Regions from separate parts of the Sus scrofa genome. Here region 1 is linked to region 2. Evidence: chromatin contacts called from public Hi-C data. All regions are on one chromosome and are shown on one strand. The core of a region is the stretch at or near the end of the contact, and the rest is flanking DNA. Distances in the headings are between cores, read along the strand shown.

Evidence for each region. A called contact is a pair of places that touch in the nucleus more often than the background predicts.
Region 1: a contact with region 2 is called in a Hi-C map of fetal liver, with 2.5 times the contacts expected there. The contact joins two enhancer-like sites. A contact is called at or near these places in 1 of 5 promoter capture datasets (fetal liver), 6 of 47 Hi-C or Micro-C datasets (alveolar macrophages, embryonic fibroblasts, fetal liver and 2 more) and 1 of 2 datasets of contacts at active chromatin or transcription factors (skeletal muscle).

Annotation. Positions count from the first base shown.
Region 1 is chr6:3,525,020-3,527,768 of Sscrofa11.1, forward strand. All of the region lies in intron 1 of GSE1 (genetic suppressor element 1), which reads right to left. Among named protein-coding and RNA genes, the nearest start is that of GSE1, 130 kb to the right of the region's middle. Within about 2 kb of position 1,317, at least 33 of the 83 cell types and tissues checked have an H3K27ac peak or open chromatin away from gene starts, as enhancers often do. A contact at or near this core is called in fetal liver, where this site is marked.
Region 2 is chr6:3,198,780-3,201,755 of Sscrofa11.1, forward strand. The region is part of intron 6 of C6H16orf74; the gene reads left to right. Among named protein-coding and RNA genes, the nearest start is that of GINS2, 18 kb to the right of the region's middle. Within about 2 kb of position 1,427, at least 16 of the 83 cell types and tissues checked have an H3K27ac peak or open chromatin away from gene starts, as enhancers often do. A contact at or near this core is called in fetal liver, where this site is marked.

The DNA of each region.
Region 1 (2,749 bases), core at 67-2,566, 330 kb after region 2:
GTTTTAATGAATTCCTTGCCCTCTGATTAGCAGGTGCGGCTTTGAAAGGGAGCGCCTGGCGTTTCCCTTGCAAGGAGCCTTTAATAACCAAACCCAAGGACTCGTGGGCTGGCTGCCGCCTAATCCCCATCTGAACGGCAGGCTTAATGAGCCCTGGCACCAGCAAACCCCGTCCTGCCCTCTCCCAGCCGCCTGGAGCGCCCCTGGGGCTCGTTACCAAGCAGTTTCCGCCCTGCCGGGAGAGGCCCCAGCCGTCCAGGGGACTGAGGTCTGGGGGCCAGCATGTGCCCAGACTGGGTAGCATCCTACAGGCCACTCTGTGTCCCCGGGCCAGCAGGGCCCCCTCTCCAACACTGCCTAGCACCAACCAGAAGCCCAGGCCGTTCTGCTCTGTCCAGTGGCTGACGGATGCCCTGACACCATCTGTATGATCCTGAGTTGTCCCTGGTCCCTGGGGATGCCCGGGGGGCTGAGACCTGTATACACAGGGACATGGATCCGGCGCAGCCACCTCTGGGCTTAATCTCACTCAGCAGCCCTGGGAGGCAGGCAGTGTTAACGCCCCCTTTACAGATGACAAAATCAAGGTGCAGAACAGCCGAAGCCTTTGCTGGCAGCTAAAGGGTGGCAGAAGGCTCCAACAGGGTTGGTCGCATTCCTAGGCTCAGCTCTTGCCGCGGGGCCCAGGGAGCTGTGGGGAGGGACGGGGCAGAGTTCGAAGGTTCAAACAGCCTGTCGCCTGAATCTCTGGCCACACTAGGGGTGGGACCCACCACCGAAGCCTGTCTCATCGGAAGCTTCCAGGCCAGGGGGCCCTCCGCCACCCTCCTGCAGATCCAGGGGTCACCTACTGCGAGGCTGGGGTGGGGGTGGGGCAGCACGGAGGTCTGGAGGGTCCCCTCTGTCCCCAACCACCCCATCATCGGCGGGAGGCTGGGGGTGGAGCTGCGGGCTGGGTGGCAGCCTCGTAAATCAAGGGAGAGGCGGGGCACACAAAGACCCCCGGAGGTGAGGGGTGGCTCGGTGGCGGGGTCGGGGGGGGGGGCACCCAGGCCCCTCGCCTCTCTCCAATTCCCTCCCCAGGGTGTGCCCTGCAGGGCCCAGAGAGGGGCCTGCTCCCCGAGAAGGAATATTCTAGAACACGGGGGGTTTATTTCTCTGAAACTAAATGGATCCGCCTCGGGGTTCTGGAAGGAGGCGGAGGCACCTCCCACCCCATTTTGTGCGGCAGTTCCCTCCTCCCCTTGCTTCTGAATAGCCCGCCCGTCCGCCCAGAGCTTGAAAGGCGTTTGGAGTGTTTAGGCGGGAGAGGAGAGGCCTCTGCTGGCTTCCTTTGTTGGGAAAGGGCCCCCGCTGGGCCTTTATCTGGCTCTGCCGGCTCTTCCTGCAGCTGCTGAGACACCTCCGGCAGGAGGCTCAGGAAGCCCGCCCGCCAGGCCTCCCGTCCCTGCTGGGGTGGGGTGGGTGGGTGGGGGGTCCAGCCAGGCCAGCACCTCCGGCCCCTCCACTCCCGGGGCGGGCAAGGGGCTCAGTTTGGAAGCGGATGGGTCTGCCGGGTCTGGCCACCCCGGGTCCCCTGGCCTGGCAGGACCTGAGCTCCCTGGCATCCGTCAGGCTGGGGCAGGGTACCAAGCAGTCATTGAGCACCGGCTGCATGCAGCACCGGCCAGGTCACTGTGGGAGAGCGACGGGCAGGTCCGAGGGGCCGGCTGGGCCCTGGCCTGGGGGTCTGCTGGATTCAGGTGGCCCGGTCGTCTGAGCTGGGCACTGGGGGAGGGGCGGGGGTCCTGCCGCAAAGACGGCGGGGCCCCCTCCTCCCAGGAGCTGGCGGGCGAGCAGGAGAGAGGCCATCCCTCCGCACACCCTGATAAGCGCCAGGGAACCGGGACGGCCTGCCCGCCTCTCCGCCCCTCAGCTTCCCCCCGCTCCCCGGCCCCGTGCAGTGGGCTGTGGGGTGCAGGCCCGGTGACCTGTGAGCACCCTTCCAGCCCTGACCCTCCGGGCTGCGAGGACAGATGATATTTCCCAAAATGGGCCGCACTGCTCCCTCCCAGGCCACACGCGCGTCCAGATCGTTCCAGCTTGGCCCCCTCCTTGACGCTGGAAGGGGCAGGGGCATTGTGAGACCGGCCCTGATGGAGTCAGGGAAGTGGATGCCAGGGGGCCAAGGAGGCCTGGTCATGAGGGTGGTACAGCTTCTGCCCGGCTCTGCCTCAGGACCCTTGGTCTTAGGACCCAGCCACCCTGCTGTGCTGGGGTTGGGGAGGGCACACCGCCACACTCCCAGCCCTGCCACTGCCCGGGCCACCAGCCCTGTGGGCATGAGGGTGCCGTCTGGGAGGTGCATCCTCCAGCCCTAGTCCAGATGCGAAAGCTTGGGGAGCAGAGACGGGTCCCCCCTGCCCAGCCTCACCCGAATTGTCCATCTGTCAGCCAAAGCGGTGGTTTCCTGCTCCCGACTTCGGGGTGTCTGGTCACACAGCTGTCACCCAGATGACCGGGAGAAACCGTCCCCTGACGGGGAGCCCAGAGCACTTAGCACGTGCCCACAAATACTAGTTAATATGAGTAAATACTAGTTAGACTGACGCTAAAACATGAGTTAAACTCAGACAGGAAGTGCTTCCTAAGGGCCAGGCACTGTTCGAAGCATTTTCATTTTCCAGATTAAGAAACTGAAGCACAGAGAGGGAAAGGAACCCTCCTAAGGTCACACAGCCAGAAAGTGGGGGGAGCTGGGATCTGAACC
Region 2 (2,976 bases), core at 177-2,676:
TGGCAGGGCTGGCCGGGAGGCCAGACTGCGGCTGCTGCCTAGCGGGGAGGTGGATGCTTCCCGCCTCTCTGTGGCTCCTCCTCCCGGGTTCTCTGCAACAGCTCATCCCTGACGCAAGCTGGGGCTTTTTCCTTAATTAAAAAGAGATTTAAAACATCCCCTGCCGTCTCCATTGGTCCCAGGCTGCCTCGAAAAGGTAAAACCCCCACCCGCCCTGGCCTCATTCCTAATAATGTAAGGCTTTCCGCCTTAATTGGAATTTAGGAAAAAAAAAAAAAAAGATGAAGTGCATCTGGAACCCTCGGAGGCATTTGTCAGTTTGTTTTTGAAAGACGTGCCCTAAATCCAGTCACCTGGTCATCTTCGAGGAATTAGTGTCGGCCTCACCCAGACTCCGCCCGGCCCCAGGGCCTTTGTGTGTGCCAAGGCTGCCCACGCCCTCCCTCCCGACGCTCTCAATCAGCCCCCTCCGGGAAGCCTTTTCTGACCCCCTCCCACCTCCCTCCTTCGTGCTGCTCCTCCCACTGTCTGCTCCTTCCTCCTCCCATCACTGACTCAGACTCTGGAAGGCATTGGCTTTCTAGTCCCTGAGTCACCTCCCCTGTGACTTCCCTGTGCCTCAGTGTACCCGTCTGGAAGATGGGCCTCCTTGGGCGGACCATTTGGATGCCTGCAAAGTGCCCACACAGCCCCCAGCCTCTCAGCTCACTGTCCTCACAGCTCAGGAGCGTGGGCCCCTCCCGACAATGGCATGGCTCACAGGGGACCCTCCCTGTTATTTTTTTCCAGTCTTTTCTGTACTTTGGGGGGGGGTGTCCCAGTTTGCTGCTGGGGTCAGAAGCACAAGGTGAAGGCAGGCGGTGTGTGGGGGGAGCAGCGGAGAAACGTGCGATGAGACTGTCTTGGTCTCTGCTGCGTCCCCAGCACCTGGGAGGATGCCCAGCACGCAGTAGGTGCACAATAGGTGCCTGTTGCCTGGGCCCGGCGCTGTGCTGGGGGGGCAGGGAGAATCCCCTCACCCTGCAGGTGGACAGGCGGGGCTGGCGGAGTCCCGGAGGCAAAGCAGGACTGAGGGTCGGATTCAGTTTGTCCTCCTTGCTGAGCCCGTGGCCCTCCCAACCCGATGAGGAAAAGTGTCTCCGGGTGTTAGGGTGGAACCAGAGGCCTCTCGTCAGAGTCACTCCACAGCAGTGTTGAACCCCCTGGCGCTGTGACTGCAGGAATGACACCTGCACTCAGTAGATGCTCGGAACTGGCTGAATCGGTGAACACGCGCTAAGGTTAGAGTCTATGCTATTAATAACGCCTGGCATTTACTGAGCCTGTGCTGCAAGGCCGGCCAGGTGGCTTCCTCACCTGCAAAATGCACCTAATGAAGTCGCAGTGAGGACTTCAAGTGTGGCTCTGAAGCCTCTCAGCGCCCCCTGCAGGTGGGAACTATTAACCACCCCAATTTTGCAGGCGAGGGAGGAATCGAGGCCTGGAGAAGTGGAGCCGCTGCCGGGTGGATTGACGCCCAGGTGTACGTTCGGGCCTCCCACTGCACTGCGGGCCCAGCAGGGCCACCGTGTGTGACGGTGCCTGGGGAAAGAGTGCACGTGGTCCCAGGGACATGGTCCCAGGCGGGGATTGCAAGCTGGTACCGGGGTGCGGATCGAGCGCCATTTTTATAAGAACCAGCAGAGGGCGGCCTTGAGCCACGATGCCTGCAGAGGAGCCGCACCTGCTCTAGGCTCCAGCCGGGTGTGGCTGTGGCCTCTAGATGGCCTGGGGGCCGGGAATGGTGCCAAGTCCCCAGTGCCTGGGGCATCCTGAATGGAGGACAGGCCTGGCTCAGGGCTTCTGAGCAGTGGTGAATGATACCAGAAGGAATGAAGTGGGTGCTCAGGCCTGTAGCCACCTGGCCTCTGTGTGCCCACGTCACCTCCCTTCTCCAAACGTGTTCTCACTGGGGAGTGGCCATGACCCTAGCATCGGCCCTGAGGGATGGTATGAGGACTCATGCTGCAGTGGAAATGGTGAACTCACCCAGGGCCTGGCACGGGGATGCTTAAGACAAGGCGGCTGGTCCCCGTGGGAGGTGGCAGCAGCCTCACCTCCCCCCAGTACTCATCCCCGGGCCCCCGCCAGCTGGGCAGCCCCATGCCGTACACCCGGTATTTCCTTTCTACAAGATTGGTATCATACTAGAGTTCCTGCTGTGGCTCAGCGCGTTAAGAACCCGACTCGTATCCATGAGGATGCAGATTTGATCCCTGGCCTCACTCAGTGGGTTAAAGGATCTGGCGTTGTTGTGACCTGTGGTGTAGGTTGCAGATGGGGCTTGGATCTGGTGTTGATGTGGTGAAGGCTGGCAGCTGCAGCTCCAATTTGATCCCTAGCCTGGGAACCTCCGCAGATGCAACCCTAAAAAGACCAAAAAAAAAAAAAAAAAAAAAGATTGGTGTCATGGTTCCATCTTTCTAGCGGGGGATGCTGAGGCTCGGAGAGGAGAGCACAGGAGCCCCAGCTTGGGGCGTCTCAGCCCTGGCTTAGACTCACTCAGGAGCTTTTCTAAGTCCTAGTGGCCAGGCAAAGCAGTGAAATAAAGCTTCTCAAGGGGGAGGGTCCTCCCCCCCACTCCAGGATATTTTTAAACTTCCCAAGATGCCAGGATGGAAAACCATATACCCTGGGTAAGGGCAAAACCAGGTTTCAGAAGACGTCTGCCTGACGCCACGTGACACCACATGTGCCCCAGAGCAGAGCTTGGTCTAGGTGGGTGACAGCCCCCAGCCCGGAAGGCTCCCTGCACAAGCTCCCTGTCACCTCCCAAATCAAAATCTGGGAGTTCCCTGGTGGCCTAGGGGTTAAGGACGCAGCGTTGTCATTGCCATGGCTCCCGTCACTGCTGTGGTGTGGGTTCAGTCCCTGGCTCAGGAACTTTTGCATGCCATGGGCCTGGCCAAAACAACCACAAAAACCAAAATTGAAATC